4 separate regions of the Mus musculus genome follow, and all the other regions are linked to region 1. A link is a contact called in public Hi-C and promoter capture Hi-C data. All regions are on one chromosome and are shown on one strand. The core of a region is the stretch at or near the end of the contact, and the rest is flanking DNA. Distances in the headings are between cores, read along the strand shown. Region 1 holds the start of Nek1 (NIMA (never in mitosis gene a)-related expressed kinase 1). Region 2 holds the start of Tmem192 (transmembrane protein 192). Region 3 holds the start of Msmo1 (methylsterol monoxygenase 1). Region 4 holds the start of Sap30 (sin3 associated polypeptide).

Region 1 (3,554 bases), core at 644-3,143:
AGTTTCAGAGTACAGGAATTTTAAACTGCATCTCCATCAGTTAGGAAAACACTGACAGAGATTAAGCATTAGCTCTTTCAGATATTTGATGGATAGGTTATTCCAAAGGGAAACATTAGGAATAGGTGAGGCCTACTTCTAACAGATGCCAAGAGGTCTTCTGGTACTGTCTGCAGGCAAAATCTATACACACGGTTCTTCCAAAACAATAGAGACAACCTGAATTGTAGAAAACGGTCAATGTGTTTTCCAAGAAAGGAAAATTCTCTATTTTTTTCATTATGAGGAATCTCTAGAAAAAAAATAAAGAATTGCTAATATTTTTTAAGTATGTGTTTTCTTCTTGGTAAATATATTTAGACAATACCCAAGGAGTTTATAGTAGAAACTATCAACAAGCAAAAAGAAACTTCCTCTGTTGAAAAGCTATCATGTCCACGATTCTAGAAGGGTAAAACCTACTTGGAATACAGTGCCAATGCATTAGTAACACGACCTCAAAAGAACTGTGGTTAAGTCCCACAGCCTTCATCAGATTTCTGACAGACTTTCTTTTTCAGTGTAAAAACCAGTTTCCCCACAAAATCTGTTACTCTGGTTTCACCAGAACAAGAGGCCATTTTAAATGTAGACCTCTAGATCCTAGAAACTAGAAACAAAGAACTGCTTCTTTTTCCATCTGGCTGCTGCCCATCACCTCCACTTACTGCAGCATAAGCAAAGCCCATCACCGTGAAAGCTCAGATGGACTAGGGCTTTTAAGCCTTCACAAACATTTCCGATGTGATTTATGTAGGCAGTAAAAATATTTCTGCTTCTAGGGAGATCTTACAGGGAAGAATAAAACATTGGGCAGGGTATATAACTCAGTGGCAGATCACCTGCCTAGCAAAAATGAGTTCCTGTCATCCAATCCCCAAGACCCCTTCCCAAAGTTACACTGAATTATTAAAGTGGCAAAACTTTTAATACTTTACACGTGGAAATTGTGTCAAACCATGGAAAGCTTTAGGGTAACCAGTTAACTGCTATTTTTCTCATTAAAATATACAGGCATCTAATCTAATCTATTTAAGTGACTTATCATCTACTTAGATTAGTTTATCGTCTCTTAAGAGAGCGTTATCTTTTTAGAATACCAAAGAATTGCCTTGAGCCATACACAAGTCCTCCCCATTAACAACTTAAGGAGAAGGTGCTTTAGGCGCAAACACTTAAGGCGAGTATCCATGCACTCCACAGATCTATACAGGTCTCCTCACTCCCGGTGAGTTCACCATTCTGCTTGTCTGCCTGTCACTGCTTTCCCACGCGCAACTCACCTCAATGACACGGGACCTGAGTCAGAATAACAGTGGCGACCATAAGCACCGGTCTAGTGGCGGCAGTGTCTTCCTATAGGACTTAAGGCAGAAGCACCACGATGCATTTTGGAAATGACATGCTGTAAGAGAAAGCAAGTCTGTCTACCCAGCAGCCGCTCACAGCCCAGGCTGCGACTCCTACACCGGGCACCGGTCTCTGGCTGACGCGTCAGACTTGCCACCGTCGGGTCAGGCACAGTACTCCGCGACCCGCCCTGGCTACGCGGACGAAACAAACACAGCGGTTCCTGACCCCTTGGAAACGGCGGCTGCACAGGGGGAGTTGCTGGGTACCGCCCCCAACTTCACAGGTCGAGGTGGCTTGGCCAGGCGCGGACCCGCAGCGTGTGGGACTGGGAGGCTACCTGTCGCCCAAGTCCTCCCGCCTCGTCACAGTGACTATGGATTCCGGGGTGAGGGCAACTGCACAGGCTCAAGGTAAGGACGCTGCACGTTGCCGCCCTGAAACCATAGAGCTACTGCTGAGGAGAGGGGAACGGCCCTCGCGTCACTGTCGCTGGCGTGTGACGTCAGCGCGCAGGAGCCGACTTGTGGCGCTGCAGGGGAGGAGCCGGGATCTGCGGGGGGCGGGGCCAGGCGAAGCGAACGGACTGTACGTGCGGGGCGGGGCTGGACTAAGAGTGATGGGGCGGGGCTCCGGGGAAGGGCGGGGTTACGGAATAGGAAAGCTAGTGGGACCCGGCTCTCAGCCAGCAGCTGAGCTAGCGGGGAGCGTGAAGGACCAGAGGCCGGCCTAGAGGAGAGAGAGGCTAGGGAGAGGGTGCAGTGAGTGGGGGGCCTGTGGTAGGTAAAAGCTAAAAAGGGCGGTTTGGGAGCGGAGCGTAGCAAGCCGGGGATGGGTAGGGCAGAATCGGGGACGGGGGAATGGGGCGGGGCATCGTCAAGGGGCGGGGCCATTGGAATATGTTTGGGCCAAAAGAGCTAGGAAGTACTGGGACTAGAGAAAGGACTGGGCAAGTGCATTGGTGCAAGCACCGGGGACTGGGGGCGGGGAGGTGGAGACTGGAGCAACTTCAAGAGTTAAAAACTCCAAGCACCAAAGGGAGAGCGTGAGGTACTCCAAGCTCAAAGGAGCATGTGAAAGACGGGTGTCGGTAGAATAAAGTAAAACCGGAAAGAATTAGGCTGAGTGAAGGCGGGAATTTCGCTCAGGAATCTGACTCAGACTGAAGAGAGCATATTAACAACTTTTTCCCACACGGTACACAGATAAGGTACTTTTAATTTGAGCGCTCATTACTTAACTGAGGATGCCAAATATTTACAAGTAATTTTTCTTTAAGTACAATGCCCTTTAAAAAGTTATTTTAAGGGATGGCTCAAACAGCTCATCTCTGAAGACAGAAGACCAGGGTTCTGGGACGCAAACCTTGGTCTGGTTAACTCACCTGTAACAACTTCAGGAGCATCTTCTGCAAGCACCGGGACCTGAACTTATGCACATATCCACAGTTACTTCGTGAACTTAAACGAAGCAGTTTTATCTTTAATTTTTAGAATACAAAGTTACATTACAGTGTCCTACACCTTTATGTTTACTGTATATACACTTTATACTGAAGGGACTGACGATGTACAGTAGACTAAAAATCATTCGATGCAGGAATTGAAACAGTTGAGAACAAGCCTGGTGTCATCCCGAGTAGCTCTACTCAGTGAGCTAGAGGATGGCACTCTAGAAGTCCATACTTGAGGCAGGAAGAGGATAGTGTCTTTGTATACAGCCATAGTTGCTGTCCACATTGTTCCATTCGTGTGAATGGAACACTACCGAGGCTGCATAGACCTTGCCTAAGATCTGTAGACAGTTGATTTCTCTTTTCCATCCTTTCCCCATCCCACACACCCAAATCGACTTTTCTAGGTTCAGGAGCTTATAATTCTTTCCAGCTTGGAAATGGACAGATTAAGGGCTTCTTTGCCAGATGGTGACACTGCAAGTTACCTAAGCTAGTACATTAAACAAATGTTGAGAGTCAGCTCTTGTTTGTTTGGTTTTTGTTTGTTTGTTTCTCTGTATAGTCCTGGCTGTCCTGGAAATCACTTTGTAGACCAGGCTGGCCTCGAACTCAGAAATCCGCCTGCGTCTGCCTCCAGAGTGCTGGGATTAAAGGCGTGCGCCACCACGCCCATCGTGATTCAGCTCTTCAATCTCCAGGAAACTACAAG
Region 2 (3,554 bases), core at 658-3,157, 4.0 Mb before region 1:
AGGATTACTGTAAGCCAGGGGCTAGCCTGAGTTACCTAGTATGAGCCTGTAAAAAAAAAAACAAAAAAACAAAAAACAAAAATCCATGTGGGAATATCTTTAAATATTTCCCCTCTCCCTCTCTTGGTCTGATGGTAGTCATACAACAAAAGGCCGTTTGTAGACGACAGATCTCAGGTAAGGAAACAGCAGCATATTCAAGTTGGGGTACATTCTGTGAAGGTGTGTCTCTGTGTTTCCAATTGCTAATTCTGGACCAGCAGAGAGCTAAATGCTGGCAGAATCCTGGTCTTGCCATTTCTACAGCCCATTACTGGGTTTCTATTTTGTAAATATTCATTCTCCCCATCTGATCTAGAATCGTATCTGATTGGCTGTAATAAGGAGAGGAGAGACAAGAGCTAGGCAGGAAGTGGAGGGTGGCTTTTCCAGGAGAGAAAGGGATTCTGGGAGAAGAAATCAGAGGTGAGGGATTCAGCCAGCAGACAAGGGGGTAAACAGGACCAGAGCTGAGCAGAGAGGTAGAGGTGGCCATATGGCATGACATAGTGCCAGGATTAGTCTGGTTAGGGCAGCTACAAGACTGCCCTCCATGAGAGGCCTAAGTATTAAGTTTCCAAGTAGTAGTTGCTTTCCCATTTTCTCAGTTGAAAAATAACTAGATTAGTCCTGCTGTTAGAAACATATTTCATCAAGAAAATGTAACTAGCTACATCATCCTAGCATTAAAATGGGTTGAGTCAGGGAAGATAGGCAAATCTGAGGCCAGGTTAGGCTATATAATGAGTACCAGGCCAGCTAGGGCTACATAGCAAGTCTTAAATAAACAAATAAATAAATAAATGACTGCAGGACCCAAACACACAAGAATCTAAGCCCTTACAGTTCTGGAACCTTGCTATTATTAATTATTATTATTATTATCATTATTATTATTATTATTTTGATGTACTTTTATACTAAGACCATGATAATGTTTTTATTAGTTATTAGCTCAGGTCACTGTGCTAAGATAATGTCAGCCTTGCATTTCTCAAGGGCAGGAATTGTATTATGCCACTGGACAAAACAGTTTGTTCTGGAAACAAACGCATGTTTCCTCCCAAAGTGTTTCCCCCGCCCCACACCCAATTTCAAATAAATCAGTGTCTTAATGAGCTTGCAAACTCAAGATTTTTGCAACTGTATTATTCTATAATGGCTACATCATGAACTGGGCAACCGAATACTTTTTTTTTTTAAAGCAACCAAGCACTGTTCCTATCATGCCTACATTCAAAACAGCACATGATAACTGTTATGCGCCAATCTGCGTTTCCGGGAGATGAGAGCTACAAGTCCGCCCGAGGGATGCTGGAGGTTAGAGTCACTCCAAGTTCCGGGTGCTCTCCGACCAACGCAGGAGGGCCCACAGAAGCCGGGTCACCCGGGCTTGCAAGCCCGCCTGTCAGTCTCTCCCAGGAAGGACAGATCAAGCCAGCTCGCATCACGTGAAGCTCCCATTTCCGGAACCAAAGACGCGCACTGCACGTGAGCCGCCGAGTGAAGGGTCCCGCACGCCCACCCTGCCGTGTCCCTCCGATCGTTCAGGAAGACGTTCCCGGGGTCCGCGGTCCCCGCCCGTCGCGTCACCCCGCACCCTGCGTCCCCGATGGTCGAGCCGCTGCGGCTCTGGTTAGCTCCTAGCCCGCAGTCTCCGCCCCCTGAGCCCAGCACAGGAAGCCGAATGGCGGGGACAGGGCTCGGCGCCTCACTCACGTCCTCCAGCCGGCCGGCCGCCGCCATGACCCGCCGTCGCGGGCCGATGCCCCGCCAGCCTGACCTCTCCACCAGCGCCCGGGCGCCGACGGCCCGGGACAGTCGCACCTACTAGGACCTGCGCGCCCCGCCTCGGACACACCCACTCTGCGCTCGCCCCGCCCCGGCCGCCGAAGGCCACGCCCCTCCACCTAGATCAGCCGATCAGCAGCCAGGGGCGTGGCCCCCCCTGCAGACTCCAGCTTTGAGCTGCAGTGTAGCCCAGGCGGTTGTTTTGGGGTTTCCCCTAAACTGTTGCTTCATCCATTTATCAGAGATTTGGAAATTAAAGGATGAATTTCTCGAGCAACCATTTAAACCAAGTAAACTACTTCTCTTTAGAATATTAACTTATTTCTGTTGGCGCAATTTTTGTTTGCAACAATATAGATAGCTCTGTTTGGAAAAAGACGCAGTAAAAATCGCAATTCCACCTGTAGAGGGACTTAATTAGAATAGATTCCAATTTCTATAACACGATTTACAGATGTCTCCACAGGAAATTTCTGTAGTTTTTTTTTTTTTTTAAGGTATTCTGTTTCTGTTTTCCCCTTCCCCATCTCTTCTTTTTCTGTCCTTTGATTATTTTTGGTTTCAGTTTTGTTTTTATGAGACAGGGTTTCTCTACATAGCGCTACGTGTTCCGGAACTCACTATGTAGACCAGACTGAACCCTCGGAGATTCGCCTGTCTTTGTTGCCTAGTGGAATGCTCGGATGAGCCGCCACACTTGACCCAAGATTAAGTCAGTTCTTCCACTATGTGAATCCTGGACTTGACAGCAAAAGCCATTCATTGCCCAGTCCTCATTTTTGTAAAAATTAAAACAAAGTCTCAAGTAGCTCACACTGACCTAGAAATTGATGTGCACTGAAACGGGCCTTCAGTTCCTGATCCACTTGCCTTCACACAGTGAAATCTGGCATCGCTAGTGTGCATCATCGCAACGGATGAGTTGTTTTGTTTTATATACAAAGTATTTTTAAAATGCTTTTATTTTATGCATTTCAGTGTTTTATTTGCATGTGTGGCTATGCACTGTGTGTGTGCCTATTGCCCAGGGAGGCCAGATGAGACACTGGAGTTAGACAGTGGTTCTGGGAATCAAACCCAGGTTTTTTTTGGAAGAGTGGTTAGTGCATTTAAGCACTGAGCCATCTCTGCAGGCCAAGTTTTAAACACACACACACACACACACACACACACACACACACACACACAGAATCCAACTGGGGAAGTGGGTGTGGTGGCACACACCTGTAGTCCCAGGTCTTAGAGGAGACAAGAGAATCGTGATATCAAAGCCAGGCTTTGCTTTATAGTGCGTTAGAGGCAAGCCTGGGTTACACGAGATATCTCATGAAGAATGAAGAGAGATTTGAGGAAGAGTCCTCAAGGTCTGTGGTTGAAGAGGAATTGGAAGGCAAAGATGTCATCAACGCCGAGCAGACTGGGCCCCAAGGACAGTGACTAGACTTGTCCATTGGAAAGAATGCCTGTCCTCGTGTCCTGGAACAGCTAGCTGAATCATGTTGGCTCCTTCCTCTCTACAACCAGCTTCTCCACAGACCCTGGGAAGGAACAGCCCTGAAATCCTCAAAGGACATTTCCTTATGTACTGCACACTTTTAACTGGCCTTTACTCTTTTAAATGAGCATTTACTGGCGTCTGTTAATTATATGTAATAACAGGTTTCATTATGGCATTCTCATACGTGTGTGTATAAGGTATTTTAGTTATATACAGCGCCCGTTGC
Region 3 (3,554 bases), core at 269-2,768, 3.7 Mb before region 1:
TGGAACTCAGCCCCCTAGAATGTTAAGCATAAACTCTACCCCTGAGCTGCCTTGCCAGGGCCTCAGCATACATGTGCCCCTCCCCCTAGCCTCTCTGAGCTTTGTTCTCAATCTGCAACACGGGAAATGCTGGCATCCCTCAGCTATTGCAGGATCTATATTGCACTAGTACCCTATGGTCCATGTGCAGAGATTTATTAAAAGATAGTTGCCAGGCTCAGTCAGCACAAGCCTGAGCGTATGAGGTTAACCCTCAGCAGCACAAAGCAGAAGGAAGCACAAACTCCCCTTGTGAACACACACTCACAGACAGACACTAAATGAGATAAAAAGAATAGAACTTTGAAAAAAGCTTCACTTATTAAAGTACGTGGGGGGCAAGATGGATGATCCAAGGCCTGAGGACTAGAGGTCAAGGCCGTCCTTAGGTTACGTATCCAGCTCAAAGGCCAGACTATAACTCGAGACCTGTCTTAAGGAAGATCGAAATCTAATACACAAAATTGTCCATTACATATAAATTGTCAGGTTACCTTAATATCATTTTCATATTTATGTCTCAAAAATATTATTAACATGAAAATTTAATTCCTAGTTTTATTAATCTGATTACAATAAATATTAGAAAGTGATTTTTTTAAAAACTCCAGGGTAGCCTAAAAAAAATCCAACTTACATCACTGATTTTGTTTTTATTATTTTATATTATTTGAAAATGTCATCCATCTATACAGTTTATCTTGACCATATTTTCCCCTCATTCCCCAACTATAACTCCCTCAAGCCCCATCATACCTATCTGTCTATCTCTCTGTCTCTCTAGCTTTCTGTGTCTCTGGCTCTGTGAGTGTAAGAAAAAGGATACATTAATAAATTTGAAGAATAAATTTAGTATGTAAAAATTAATTATTTATAATGGAATTCAAACTATTATAACTAAACTATATGATATGTGGACCAGTTTAAAGTGAAAATAAATGTAGTATTCATACTAGTATAAATAATAAGAAATAAGTGTCATTTTCAAAAAAAAAAGAAAGATCGAAATCCAGAATAAACTACAGGAAAGCAAGACCAAAAACTCAAATCAGTCTTTAAAACATATATACCACTTTTTTCCCCGGGTTCTGGATGAAGCCAAGCCAATGTGAGTAGCAAGATGCTACAACCCAGCGCACCCACAGCACTGGGCGCCTAGGAACCCACCGCTTGGTTGCCAAGGCGACGCCGGGTCCGCGCGGCTGCCCCGCCCCGTCACGCCGTCACGCGCTCGCGCGGCGCCCCGCCTCCAGCTGCGCTGCCGCGCGGACGACTGGCTGGCCGCGCGGGTCTCACTATTCTCACTCCATCCGCGCAGCCAATGACTGGCGCCGCTAGGGCTTCGTTGACTTGAGTCACACGCTGCCGGGCCTTAGCACGGACCAATCACTGCACGGCGAAGGCAGGGCGGGAGTGGGGCGGACCAATTACGACAGGCGAGCCGGGGCCCGGCCTCCGGGCCCTGCCCCTGAGCCGGCAGAGGTAGTGAGGAGGCCGCTGCACCTGCCAGGACTTGCGCTTAGACCGCTGTCTGTCGCGGGGACGCCAGGTAAGGCGCTCTCTAGCCTGATCCGGGTGGAGGGCGACTGAGACGGGGACCAGCAGGGTGGTGTCCGGCTGAGGCCGGTAAGGATGCGGTGGGAAGAACCTGGGTGGGCTGTGCGAGACTCCAGGCAAGGAGCCTAGGTTCTCAAGTGATGCAACTGGAATGACAACACTTCCTGCCCTTTAAAGAGTTTGCAATCACCTGGAGTCTGGTTCATTGACTTGAGTCTTAAAAACTTTTTACAAAAACACCATCACCAAGTGGGGGAGTAGGGTGTGTTCTGTGTTTGTGGATCTAGGAAGCTGTCCCAGAGGTATTGTAGGATGTGGCTCCATGTGAGAGAGGGGTGCATGGACGAGAGGTCTGGGCTTCACATTAGGAGAATTACCCGCGCTTGAACCATGAAGGTTTAAACTTATGTTTAAATGGATCCTGACCCTGTGCCTAAGGCTTCTCTAAGCTGCAGTGCCGAAAGAGGGGCTGGGATCGTCAGCCAGGAGTTAAGTTATCCTACGAATACATTTTTTTTTTCATCCTTTTTATTTTTTGAAATCCGAGGATCTAGTCTACCTGATTCAGATCGAATTTCCAGGCAAGCAGGCTGCTCAAAACTGAAAAGGCAGGATATTCATTTCAGCAAAGCCTGCTTTCCCCTCTCCTGTCTGATCACTTTATCTGACACTTTGTTTAAAACTACATGCCCTGTTTTCCTCTCCTCATTACGGAGCGTGAACTTGAGGTAACTGAACGCTGTCTCAGCATTGTGTGGAAGTTGGGAGACTTAGTCGAGGATGCCGAGTTAGAGACTAGAACAGCTCTTTTGGAGGTGATGAAGTTTCTCAAGTTAGGCATTAAAGCGTGTTTGCGATGGGCACCTGAGGCACTGTAGGATGCATTCAAGTTTGATCCAGGCCAGCAGCCTTTTGGGTAATCAGAATCTAAATCAGGATAAGAGTTACAGATGATGGGTATCAACCAGCATTCCATGAGACTAGGAAAAATGTCAAATGGAGAAATGTCAAATCTTGATGGTTGCTGAGTGTGTGGGCGAACACTGGTAATCTCAGCAGGGTATCAGGAGTTCAAGGTCGTCCTTAGTTTCATAGTTTTAAGCCCAACTTAAGACACAGATCTTGAGACACAGAGAGACAGGCAGAGAGAGAGAGAGAGAGAGAGAGAGAGAGAGAGAGAGAGAGAGAGAGAGAGAGAGAGAGAGAGGAGAGAGAGGAGAGAGAGAGAGAGACAGACAGACCTGGGGCACTTTGTGAAATTTTTTTTAAGAGTAAGTTGAGCATACGGATAGAAATAGAAAACGATGGGGAGTGAGAACATACCGCCAGTGTGAGCAGCCTTTTCAGGGGGCCTGGGTAAGCTGTACTCCTCCACTCCCCATCCGTGCAACTTTGTACTGTTATTCATTTATCCTAAGCCTCAGCTCATCATTTGAAAACCAAGGATCATAGAAGTTCCTCTATTTCACAGCGAGGCAAGGGTTTAGCTTAAAATGACAGCATATACTGGGTATGCAGAAGGTGCTCAATAATTGTTAGCTTATTTTAGATGCTGTGTGCCAGGTCTTATGTTCAGTGCTTAACATGATATTTATTGAGGTTTCCTGACAAATTATTATTATAGTATTATTATTAATATTATTGTCTTTTTTTTTTTTGAGACAGGGTTTCTCTGTATAGCCTTGGCTGTCCTGGAACTCACTCTGCCCCTGACTCCCAAGTGCTAGGTTTAAAGGCATTGCAGCACCACTGCCTGGTGGCAATTTTTTTTTTTTTAGTTTTATTTATAAGTTATATGATTACATTGTAGCTGTCTTCAGATACATCAGAAAAGGGCATCAGATCCCATTACAAATGGTTGTGAGCCACCATGTAGTTGCTAGGAATTGAACTCAGGACCTCTGGAAGAGCAGTCAGTGCTCTTAACTGCTGAGCCATCTCACCAGCCCCCTCTTGAC
Region 4 (3,554 bases), core at 506-3,005, 3.5 Mb after region 1:
TATGTTAGGGGCCTTCAGCTGCAACTAAGTTTCACCTCTCATAGGCTCTCTTCATGGTGCCACGCCTCAAATCCTTTGCATAACCTCTTCAGTCCTAACCCATCAACAACTGAGGCTGCACTTTCACCAATGGTCTTCCCTGGCCTCTCACAGCTGCTCTTCATGACCCCTTCATACCTTCAAAACCACTACCACTTGGGTGACACTTATACATTACCAAGTACAGCTGCAGTACAGGGTACAAACTTGGGTATCTCGGAAACACAGCTTCTTTTGCCTTCAGAAAACAACTCCCAGACGATTTCACCTCTGTGGTATTGATCTCTTCGTAATCACTGCTAATTTCTTAGCTCCAGCTAGCCAGCATCAATTGTCCTAGTGGTGCCTTCTATTCTTGACTCTAAAGCCAGCCACATAGCCGGAGCACCTGAGTTCTGCTACTTGCTGAGGCTGGAATGTGGCCCCTTCTTATTCTATTACCAACTTTATGTTTTCCAACTCCTTCCCAGCCTAAGCTTAGCTGTCCTGGAACTTGCTCTGAATATTGACCTTGAACTCAGAGATATGTGTGGCTCTGTATCATTAATGCTGGCATTAAAGGCATGTTCTACCATGACTGGATTTAAACTTTTCTCTATTTGGAACTTGCTCTGTTCCAAGCTGGTCTTGAACAATGAAATCTGCTTGGCTTTGTCTCTTTGGATTAAAGGTGTGAAAGCTTGGGCCTAAGTTTTTCATGACCTCTGTGACGATTATATATATATATATATATAATCGTCACTGAATTGGTTGAATCTAAAACAGGCTTTCTCAAAACTCTTCCACTTGAAATAAATTATTTTTGCTTAAGCTTAAGTCTAATAATTATCAGAGGTTCAGGGTTGGCATGGCCACGCCCATTCTTCCACCCCGCCCACCACAGGCACAGGCAAAAATACACATTACGCGAGCACAAACACGTACCCAGGCGCGCACGCGCGCAACCCCCCCCCCCCCCACACACACACCCGCGGCACACACAAGCACACATGTACGCATGCATATGACTCAAGAAAAGAGGTTTCTCGATCCTCGTCCCCTACAGCCAGGGCTAAGTTTTGATGAGTAGTCTGCAGACGTGATACTAGTGTGCTTCCTTTAAATGGTCTTAAACCCTCTTAGATCCGTTTGAAAGGAATCCAAGTGGCAGTAGAGGCGACAAGCAGCCCGATGCCTGCCAACCCGTCGGCACACGAGTATGCCAAGGACCTGCCACGCTCTAGAAGTCAGCTGCGGTATGGAGATGGAGATGAAGGACTCTCCGCCTAAAGAGCGCTAGGTATCCCGAGTTTTCTTTCAATAAATACCAAACAGCCCGTAAACTTTTTCTCACTTAATTCTTACTACCCCCCCCCACCCCCCACCCCCCCACACACACACACCATTAATGCTTCTTCCCAGGAGTCAGCTGGCGGTCTGAACACTAACTTTGCGAAACAAGAGGAGCTAAAACCAGCCCTTGCTCGCAGGAGAGAATAGAGGCGAGAAAACACGGTAAAAGCCTGACCTCACAGTCAGACTTGCCCGGTGCTTGGAATGGAAAAAAAAAAAAACTAGGGGTGGCTCGCCACGCGACGCATGCTGGGATGAGTAGTTTGTCCCGCTGGTCCCGCACGTAATCAGAACAGAGCGCAAGTTAGCTCCTCGATCAAGAACTACCATTCCCGTGGGGCCGCGCGGCAGGTGTGGGGCGGGGCCAGAGGAGGGGCGTCTCCCTCGCGCAGGTTCTGGGGTTGAGAAGGAGGCGGAGGAGCTGCGGTCCAACTGCTGAAGTCTCCATGTGACAGTGAGTGGGGTCTCCTTTCTAGGCGCCACTTCACTCCTGATCACAGTCACAGGACCTGGTAGCTATTCCAGCACCGACAGACCGGCCGGCCCTGGACTCTGGGCGTCGGACCGTGCCGCCACCAGACTTGGGGTGCGGAGTGAACGGCCGCCCAGGGGAAGGAGGCGGAGCGGCGCGGCGAGCGGGGCTCTGTAGCGGCGCCGGCGCCCCCGAACTGGCAGACATGAACGGCTTCACTCCGGAGGAGATGAGCCGAGGCGGGGACGCGGCCGCCGCCGTGGCCGCGGTGGTCGCTGCTGCGGCTGCCGCCGCCTCGGCGGGGAATGGGAACGCAGCCGGCGGTGGGGCAGAGGTACCCGGTGCCGGTGCAGTGTCAGCTTCTGGGCCACCTGGAGCGGCCGGTCCCGGCCCTGGGCAACTCTGTTGTTTGCGGGAGGACGGTGAGCGGTGCGGGCGCGCGGCAGGCAACGCCAGCTTCAGCAAAAGGATCCAGAAGAGCATCTCTCAGAAGAAGGTGAAGATCGAGCTGGATAAGAGTGTAAGTGGCCCAGGGACCGCCCTGCCCTATCCTGCGTGCCTCGCCGGATGGTTGGCGGGGTTCACGAGTCTCGGGGATTGGGTTGCAGGTGGGATTAGTGGTTCTCTGATTGAAACAAAGTCCCTGCAACTCCGGCCACCTTCCCCAGCGCGCGCTCGCGCAGTGGTGCGGGGCTCCTCCGCCCCTCGCCCGGACTCCCGCTGCCTCGCGTGTCTCCCACGCCAGGCTTCCCTCTTCCTCCTTTGCTGCGATCTGGAAACGAAACAAAGGGGACCGCAGCACCGAGGGCCCGGAGTAGTTTTCTCGCAGCCGGGCAGTCCCTTCTGGAATGGAGGCGCCTTTGTTTTGCTGCCAGAGCCGGTGTCTGCCCTAGGGAGCAGCTTCGCTCCTCTAGGGAAAGTAGAGTCTGGCTGGACCCCACAATTCTCTCTCTCTCTCTTTTTTTCCTTTTTGTCTTTTCTTTTTTTCTTTCCTCCTCGTTGTTCTCTTTCTCTTGAACACAGACAAGCAAGCTGAGCTCACCAGTTGCCTTACAGGGAGATAGATGATTGTAAACGTTGTTTGCGGTGTCAGCTCTTCGGGCAGCTGCTCCGAACCAAGGCTGCAAATAAGCCTCTGCGGTTTTACAGCCCTCTCGGCAGCCATCGGGATTTCTTTTTCTGTCTTTATGCACGTCTGCTGTTTTGGCCAGCTATGAGGTTTCAGAGAATTCCATTGCTACTTTTCAGAGCTCTGACTGATGGCAAAGGAAGAACAAGATACAGAACCTCCAGACATCCTGTATATTTTTAACTTACCCTTAGCTTAGAAGTCAATTTAAAAGCCTGTTCATTCGGCCTTTAATTGTAGCCTTAAAAGGGGGGGGGGGGAGAGTGTCAATCAGCTCAGTATTTCCTAGTCCACTGTATATACAGCTCTCAAATCCCCGAGTAATTAATTTTTTTGAAAAGTTTATTTGTGATTCTGTTTAGGCAGGTTTCTCAGTAGGGTCCATGAGAAACTTTGCAAGAGAACATGAATAATTTGCTTTAATTGAAAACACAAAATACAGAGAAATATATTCGCTTAATCCTTAAAAAGAAACCTTAGGGTTCAAATTTAAACATAGGATATGAATTCAATGTTGCATTTGTAAAGAAATGCATACTTTGTACCTGTAGAATTTCACTATCTAACAGATCAATCAGAAAG

The links. Promoter capture Hi-C pulls out the DNA fragments that hold promoters and counts their contacts. Hi-C and Micro-C count contacts between places; a contact is called where the count stands out from the background.
Region 2: a Hi-C map of regulatory T cells shows a contact between it and region 1, with 10 times the contacts expected there. The contact joins the promoter of Tmem192 here to the promoter of Nek1 in region 1. A contact is called at or near these places in 1 of 39 promoter capture datasets (pre-B cells) and 3 of 484 Hi-C or Micro-C datasets (CD4 T cells, CD8 T cells and regulatory T cells).
Region 3: a Hi-C map of muscle stem cells shows a contact between it and region 1, with 3 times the contacts expected there. The contact joins the promoter of Msmo1 here to the promoter of Nek1 in region 1. A contact is called at or near these places in 1 of 39 promoter capture datasets (pre-B cells) and 4 of 484 Hi-C or Micro-C datasets (B cells, CD4 T cells, Th1 cells and 1 more).
Region 4: a promoter capture Hi-C map of pre-B cells shows a contact between it and region 1. The contact joins the promoter of Sap30 here to the promoter of Nek1 in region 1. A contact is called at or near these places in 1 of 39 promoter capture datasets (pre-B cells) and 2 of 484 Hi-C or Micro-C datasets (B cells and CD4 T cells).

What each region holds. Positions count from the first base shown.
Region 1 is chr8:60,991,532-60,995,085 of GRCm38.p6, reverse strand. Nek1 (NIMA (never in mitosis gene a)-related expressed kinase 1) reads right to left here and starts at 1,893. Exons shown (of 33, transcript NM_175089.4): 1 at 1,323-1,893.
Region 2 is chr8:64,945,538-64,949,091 of GRCm38.p6, reverse strand. It overlaps Tmem192 (transmembrane protein 192), which reads right to left and starts at 1,907. Exons shown (of 6, transcript NM_028427.3): 1 at 1,759-1,907. The coding sequence starts at 1,785.
Region 3 is chr8:64,731,542-64,735,095 of GRCm38.p6, reverse strand. It overlaps Msmo1 (methylsterol monoxygenase 1), which reads left to right and starts at 1,518. Exons shown (of 6, transcript NM_025436.3): 1 at 1,518-1,588.
Region 4 is chr8:57,486,061-57,489,614 of GRCm38.p6, reverse strand. It overlaps Sap30 (sin3 associated polypeptide), which reads left to right and starts at 1,755. Exons shown (of 4, transcript NM_021788.2): 1 at 1,755-2,363. The coding sequence starts at 2,049. 2500002B13Rik (RIKEN cDNA 2500002B13 gene) reads right to left here and starts at 1,652. Exons shown (of 4, transcript NR_126553.1): 1 at 1,422-1,652.